Regions from separate parts of the Rattus norvegicus genome. Here region 2 is linked to region 1. Evidence: chromatin contacts called from public Hi-C data. All regions are on one chromosome and are shown on one strand. The core of a region is the stretch at or near the end of the contact, and the rest is flanking DNA. Distances in the headings are between cores, read along the strand shown. Region 1 overlaps Mtus2 (microtubule associated scaffold protein 2). Region 2 holds the start of Mtus2 (microtubule associated scaffold protein 2).

What was found. Hi-C and Micro-C count contacts between places; a contact is called where the count stands out from the background.
Region 2: a contact with region 1 is called in a Hi-C map of frontal cortex, with 2.8 times the contacts expected there. The contact joins the promoter of Mtus2 here to the enhancer-like site in region 1. A contact is called at or near these places in 2 of 12 Hi-C or Micro-C datasets (frontal cortex and prefrontal cortex).

Annotation. Positions count from the first base shown.
Region 1 is chr12:11,917,915-11,921,567 of GRCr8, reverse strand. The region is part of intron 4 of Mtus2 (microtubule associated scaffold protein 2); the gene reads left to right. It overlaps LOC134481259 (a long non-coding RNA gene), which reads left to right. Exons shown (of 2, transcript XR_010056697.1): 1 at 1-3,653. Among named protein-coding and RNA genes, the nearest start is that of Mtus2, 190 kb to the left of the region's middle. Within about 2 kb of position 1,912, at least 10 of the 93 cell types and tissues checked have an H3K27ac peak or open chromatin away from gene starts, as enhancers often do.
Region 2 is chr12:12,112,590-12,116,242 of GRCr8, reverse strand. Mtus2 (microtubule associated scaffold protein 2) reads left to right here and starts at 1,740. Exons shown (of 15, transcript NM_001374100.2): 1 at 1,740-2,413.

The DNA.
Region 1 (3,653 bases), core at 663-3,162:
AGGGCTTGAGGGGCTGTCCCCAGTGCTGTATTCAACAAGGAGCAGATGAGCCCTAGCTAGATGGAGAGAGAGGCAAAGGGGGCTCCAGGGGATGTGTGTGGCTGAATTTTGAACTTAACTCATTGAATAGAAAGCTCAGCTGCGTGATCTGCCTCCAGCACTAAGTGAGTCATACCATGCAAGATGGCAGATTGACATGATGGGATTCTCCTCTGAACTTTCTTTCTGTCAAATGGACGACTGATTTATTCAAAAGACATTCAAAGTCTGGGGAAAAGCTAGGCAATAAACCATGTTCTCTCCTTCGGACCACAGCGTAGGCTGGCTCTGACGTTGTGGGGAAGATGTTGATACAGACAGTGTGGTCATAAATCTCAGCTGTCGTTCGAGGGCTCGTATTTCCCCCCTGTTAGTTTTTTACTGTATAAAATGGGAGCAAAAATTCCATCCTCTTTCCATGAATAGTGATTTTGAGAATTGTCTTCAGCAGTTGTTTATTGGACATATTCTGTCCGCCCCCTAGCTTTTGCAGTGCTGTAAATACAAATCTGGAAAAACTTTGTGTTAATTCGATCTTTATCACTATGGTAAACACCATGACCCAAAGCAACTTAGGGAGGAAAGGCTCATTTGTCGTGGGGCTTACAGTCCATCGTTGAGGGAAGCCAAGGCACAAATAGAGCTAGGAGCCATGGAGGGATGCTGCTTGCTGGCTTGCTCCCTGTGGCTTGCTTAGTTTTCTTTCTGATAGAACCCAGGACCACCTGCCCAAGGGGGAGGGGGGCATGCACAGTGGGCGGGGCCCTCTCACAGCAATCATCAATCGAGAAAACACCCTACGGATTTGCTTAGAAGCCAATCCGACGAAGGCAGTCCCTCCATTGAGGTTCTCTCTTCCCAGGTGATGCCCGCTGGTAATGAGTTGACAAAAACTAACAGGTACGGATCTGACCCATACTTTCCAACAGCTTTAGCCCGGCAGAGAGATCAAGATCAAGTCTGTTGTTTATAGGATGTTTCAGTCGGAGTGGTTCCGGAGTGAGTGACAGAGAAAAGGTGCCATGGGATTTCAGAGATGGTGCGATGAGAAAACAAACCAGAAAGGAGGAGTTAGAGGTCACGGGTGGGGTGGGAAGCAACGTGAAACCAAGGTACTTAAAACTGAGCGATTATGGGGTTGGAGATTTAGCTCAGTGGTAGAGCGCTTGCCTAGCAAGCGCAAGGCCCTGGGTTCGGTCCCCAGCTCTGAAAAAAAGAAAAAAAAACTGAGCGATTATTAAACATATTCACTAATTAAATGAGAAACAAAAGGGAGGGGAAACCCTCATCTTTGACACCTTATATTCTATATCAAAAGGTGATGTTAGTCTGAAAGAGGATCGCAGATGATAAAGCAAAGAAATGGCTTTAAAAAACAAAAGCTGCCCTAAACACGGAGCCTGGCAGAACATTTCCTTGGGTTTTTCTAAATGTGGCAAGCACAGTTTTCACAGAGCGAAGGACACTGTGCACTTTCAATAGCTTATAAATATTTAGTGCCGAGATTACTCACAAACCAGGGATTGCTGGGGAGGCATTTTCCCCTGGCAGTCGGTCTTTTTCTTTCTTTTTTTTTTTTTTTTTTTCCTTTCCTCTCCATCCTGAGACATTAAGACTTAGAAAGGACCAACTGTCATTTAGCTGTGGTATTTGGGAGAACTGTTACCCCGTGTTTCTGTCACTGGGCCAGGACTTGAGTCTCAGGGGAATAATTCTCTAGTTTTCTTTTACAGCTAGAGTTACGAAATAGCCAACTGGGCCTCCACATGGCGGGTTCCCCTGGGGAGAACCTGGAGAGCCATCTTCCCCCTTGGAATCATCTCTCAGTAAACCTACCCTGTCTTCTGCACAGCGTCATGGGTTATTGTATTAGGGGGTGGAATGTGGTCGCAATGAGAGGATGTCAGCTGATGATGGGGGCGATATCGGGCTCCTGGAAGCTAGCTGGGTGAGACTTTACTGTGAAGCGCTGTTCTTTGCTGGCTTGGTGGAACAGAGCACTGCCTCTCAGAAGGAGCCGGGTGTGGTGGTCCGTGGGAGAGGAGCAGAGCTGTGTCTCCCTAAGGTCAGAACAGCGAAAGCCTGTTTGATTTTTATGCTTCTGCTGCCGTGGTGGGGGAAATGGTGCTGAGAGTGGTTTTGAAGAGCGTGGGCCCTGAGCTTTGCTTGGTGCAAATTGAAGAACCAGGTTAGGATTGGGTTGTCCGGTAACGCTGAAGACCCCGGATGGAGTGAGTCCGGAAGTGACAAGGATTTGGCTGTTTTCTCAGTGCCCTTATTGGAGGATTGGGACTGGATTGTGAGGAACTCCTAGCTTTCCAAATGTCTTTGAGTGACTGTGATTGACAGACAGCTGACACCTCCTTTCCGGGACGGAGCTGCGGTTTTCCTTTTCAGTAATAGGTTGCTGTCAAGATCGTCCAAAGCTGAGTGTGTTTGAAGCAAATCAAAAGACCTTCGCTCCACTTCTGCTTCTTGACTGGAGTCAGGCCTGCCTTTATTCACCCGACCCTCGCACTGAGGTTCGTCCAGAAGCCATGCTTCCCAGTCTCATCTTTGGTCCCTTGTTCACTCTTTGCTACTATTCCAGGCTTACTGCTCCCTGAGGCCCGGAGTGCTGGTCCCCAGATCTGCGGTGGCCACCCGTCCAGCAGTGCCCACATCTCACCTGCCCCATGTGACCTTCTGTGCTGACCCACACCAGTGATAGCCTGCCCTCCTCCCCTCCAATCAGCCCCACCAGACCACCAGACACACACCCAGGAAGCTTGCGCAGCGCCTTGTAGTACCATGAGCTCAAGCCAGCGTGGAGGAAGCTTCCGGCCTGATTTCTCTGGTGTCTTACAATTAAAACATGCGCGGCTGTCTTCTGCTCTAGAGCCTTATTATCCAATTGTGGCAAATGACCAACAGCAGTGGTAGCACCCTGTGATGGTTTGGGGACTCAGGTTCCCTTAGCCAGTAACTTGTAGGAAGGAAGCTCTTCCTTAGAGCTGGGGTTTGTGTGTGCTAACTGCATGGATTCTAGGAGCATCATTTTCCACCTCGACGCGCGCTCTGGGTGTTTAAGTTCCTTGACTTGGGGTTTTGGTGTATAGAGACCCAGGCTGCCTTCAACACTCCTTTTATACTTTTGATGGCATCATACTGTGTACAGTGCACAGTGATCACATCCACTCCTCAGTCCCCTCACCCACCTCCAAGTCCTGCAGACCTTCATCCCAGTTCATCCCTCTCCCCCACCCTCTCCCTCTCCACTTCTTCCTTAGCCCCAAGCTCAAAATCACAGCCTATGGCTCTGTGATCACAATGATCATATTGGGTGTCAATAAAGTGACCTTTCCTCCCCCACCCTGCTATTTGAATAGAATTTGCATATAATTTGCATAGAACGTCTTTTCCTGTTTTTTTTCACTTTCAGCCTGTGTTTGGATCTGAAGTAACTATCGCTTTTGTAGAGGGCATGAGTGTGGCCCCTGATGTTGATTCTTCCTTTGCTGTTCTCTATGTCTCTGTTGTGACTGGAGAATTTGATTCATTTACATTTATGGTAATTACCCACAAGGAGGGTCATCTCCCAGTGTGCTGTTTGCTTTCTGTATGTCCTATATTTC
Region 2 (3,653 bases), core at 491-2,990, 190 kb before region 1:
AATACCACCACACTATGGGTCAGGGACCCTGACACAATCAAAGGTTTAACGAAGAGAAAGCCAGCCAGATGTTAGCATACTCTTTATTTTCCTGGCAGAGCCCAAGGAGTCAGTTTTATGCTGTTAGCTGTTTCTGCTCCCTGGATCTCAGTGCCTTGCCTTGTGCTACCATGGCCTAGAGATACTGATCTTTTCCACGGTCCTTGCTAGGAGGGCATTCTGTTGGCTCAGCACTGAGATCAGCAGGGTACCAGCAGGGCAAGGAGAAAAGACTTACTCACTTTGTGTTGGGAAGACAAGCCTGAGAAGAAATGTGTTGAAGAAGCTGGTGCCTGTCGTCTGGAGTGTGAGGCTAAGGTAGAAGCTAGCCAGAGCTTTTGTAGAGAGTTTAGTGAACACCAGGAGCTGACTTAGTGGAAAATGGTCGGGTTTGCCTGTGGGCGGGGCATGCATCCCCGGAGGAGTGAGAGTGGCCCGAGGAAGGAGCTGTAGCGTCCAGACCTCATTCCTTTCACCTAGGAGACACCAAGCTTTACAGAACACCCAAATAGGAAAGTGAAGGGCTTGCAGGAGGCTTTTCTATCTTTCTAGGTTTAAGTCAGGCTGGGGGTTTGTGAGTTAGGGGAAGGGAAGGACGAAGGCTTAAATGAAATGCGCTTAAAGGTTGATTTAGATTAGACTGGACTTTGTAATAACAGCCAGTCAGACCGCTTGTTAACACCCGAAGGTGACAGGAAAAGCCATAAAATGTGCCCTAGATTCTTCCAGAAGAAATGGGAAGCCACATAGAATAATGTAAAAAGACAGCCGTGTGAAAAGCGCTCTTTCATGATCTCTCTTCAGTATATAGACCAGTTAGTAAATAACTAAAATAAAAATCAGTTGGTATAAAATGTTGCTCGGCACAGCAGTGCTGGGGTGGGGGAGGGAGCGCAGTTTCCCACACTCTCGACCCCCAAGAGAAAGCGAGCAAGCGAATCAGCAAGCCCATTCTGCTAGCACCTCGTAGTCATTTCTCTGCCAGTCTGTCCCAAGCCTTGGGAACCAGAGGCTGCTGAAGCCCTCAAGCTGTCTTCAGGCTTCCCAGGTGCGCTGCTTTCAGGCGACCTGGAAGAGCCACTGAGAAGTCCCGCGTTCATGTTTACTTCCGAGGAATGGTGTGCATTTCGAAGCAGACAAGCTCGCGTTGAGCCAAGAGTCTTTCAAGTGGGTAGCCGGCTACGCATTGCCCCCAGAATTGGAGGCAGAAGCAGGAGGATATCTGTGAGTCCCAAGTGAGATCCTGCCTCAAACAAAAAGACACCCCACCTCACCCCGCAGCCCCGCCAAACCCGCACACAGCCTCTCACACAAAACCCTTTCACAGCCACTTTAGTCTCTTGTCCATCAGCCCCCCTACCTCCCTTCCAAGTTCTCCCGCCGGACCCCAGCTCTTCTTGCCGCACGTAATTAAAAGAGGCTCTCTCTTCCGATTGGACCACAGCACATCCCACTCGTGGGAGTCCGGGCTCTAGGTCGGCGACCTCAGGCTGTTTCCCCTTTCCCTGGGGTCTGAGGCTGAATGCTCAGGGCCACTGTGGTCCCGTGAGTGCAGGGTCGTGTCCAGCCGGCAGAGGGCGCTCGGTTCCCCCACGGGGCTCCGGCCGAGAGGAGGCGCCGGGGCTCGTGAGCATCTCCGGGCGGCCGGGAGGGGGTGCGCGCCTTGGGCCGCTGCAACCCGGCTTCTGTCACCGCGGACGGCACCTCACTGGAGGGTGGGCGGGAGCGGCGTCTTTGTCCGGCGAGGCGTCCTCAGCCCGGGCCATCCCTGTAATCGGAGCCGGGTGGCCTGGGCGGTGCCCAGCGGTGAAGTGCGCGGGCGGAGGGCTGGCTGCGGCCACGGCCCCAGGTACCCTGGTGCCCCAAGCTCGCCACCTGCGCCACCTCTGCCCGCGCTCTGTCAAGTTGCAGAAGACCCGGGTGGGTCAGGAGTCTGGACGCGTGGGCGCGTTGCAAACTCCAGCTGCGAAGGAGCTGCGAGCGGAGGTAGCCCGGCCGGGGATGCTCCCGGAGGCTGCCCTGGTCTCTCTGCACATCCTTCTTGGCTCCTCCAGACTCAGGTGAGCGACTGTCGTCCGCGCGTCCCGATCTGGCTGGAGACAGGTGCAGAGCGGGGCGGAGGCGGTGCCTTTCCCTGGCTTCTCTGGCATCAGAGCGCCCGCTCCCCGCTGCCCACATCTTCTGCTCCGCCGGAGAGAGGCTGCAGCCCACTCGCACCTTCCGGGGATGCCAGGTTGAGCACGGTGTTTCAGAGGCGACAGCGGGTTAGCCTAAACGAGCTCCCACCCCTCTCCACCCCCAGCTCGGGATAATTCGGTCCGTGCCTTCGTCTTAATTTAGCACCGATGTGTTATTTCCTTGGAGCTCTAGAATGGTAAGGCTTGCTCCATCCATTTTTTTTTCAACCCCCTTCATTCCGAGTCTGTGCAGGGAAAGGAACTACAGGCTTGCAAGTGATGTTACTACCGTTCTATTTTAGATACAAACACCCAGAGAAGTACGCTTGGCGGCGTGCCAGAGGCGCCTGCACTCTTTGTTATGTAAGTGCTTCACAGGAATATTTGGTATCTGGTAAAGTTAGGAGCGGTTACCAGAGAACGTAAGAGCGCAGGAAGTCAGAGCCATAATTTCTGTCCTAGATCAAAACTTTCCTTCAGGATAAGCATACGATGGCTTCGATATCATTTAAAGGCGACGCGAGGTCCTTTCCAAAAAAAAAAAAAAAAAAAAAATCATACGGTAAAATCTCAAGCGTTAAGACACAAAACAGGTTTTTATGAAGTCTGTTATGAAAACCAGTGGGACGTCTCTGACAAGAAATAGGTGGGAAGTGATTTAAAGAAATAGGTCCCCCGTCACATAGCCTTTTTGGCTTTTAAACTGTTAGGTTTATTTTGCTGTCACGTGGGCACGGCTAATTGTGAGTTGATCGCTAATAAAGATCTCTGCTCACACGTACAGTAATTTTTCAGGTATAAAGACGAAAGTGGAAGGCATCAGATGCACATTCTGTCCCTACTGGCTTCTGGTGATGGCGTTTGTTATGTGTCTGGCTTTCTGGTGCTTGACATGTGTAGTCAGGGCTAAGACTGTTTGGTGGGTATTGCTTCGGGTTTCGTTTAGTCTCAGTGCAGCGTAAGGTGTGGTTCTGTGGGTTCGAGGTACCACAGCCATGCGTGTGGTGTATAGGGAGAGAAACTTGTGTTGGACTGGAGAGAAGCTAATAGATTTTAGCCCATGTCTCTTTTCATTTAAGTGATTTTCCTGCTTGTTTTTCTTGCAAAGAAAAGCTGTGTGTACCAGGGACCCTTAGTTCCACAAAGGGTACCCATGGGAGTCTTAGTGTGGGGTACAGTACATTACGCAGAGGAAACCCTGAAAGTTCAGTAGTCTTGGGGAGAGGGAGCGTCTTCTTTTGTTTGCATAATAAAAAAAATCAAGTTTCACCAAGGATTATTTTTCTCACTGAATGGACGATTTCATATACTATATGGGAATGCAAACTAGTCAATCAGGTGCAAGCCTTTTCGGTATTTTTAAGGACAGAGGGAAAACTGGCATCTTTTATAAGTGTACATTTCCATACCTTGGGGGCGGGCTTACCGAGGCTTTAT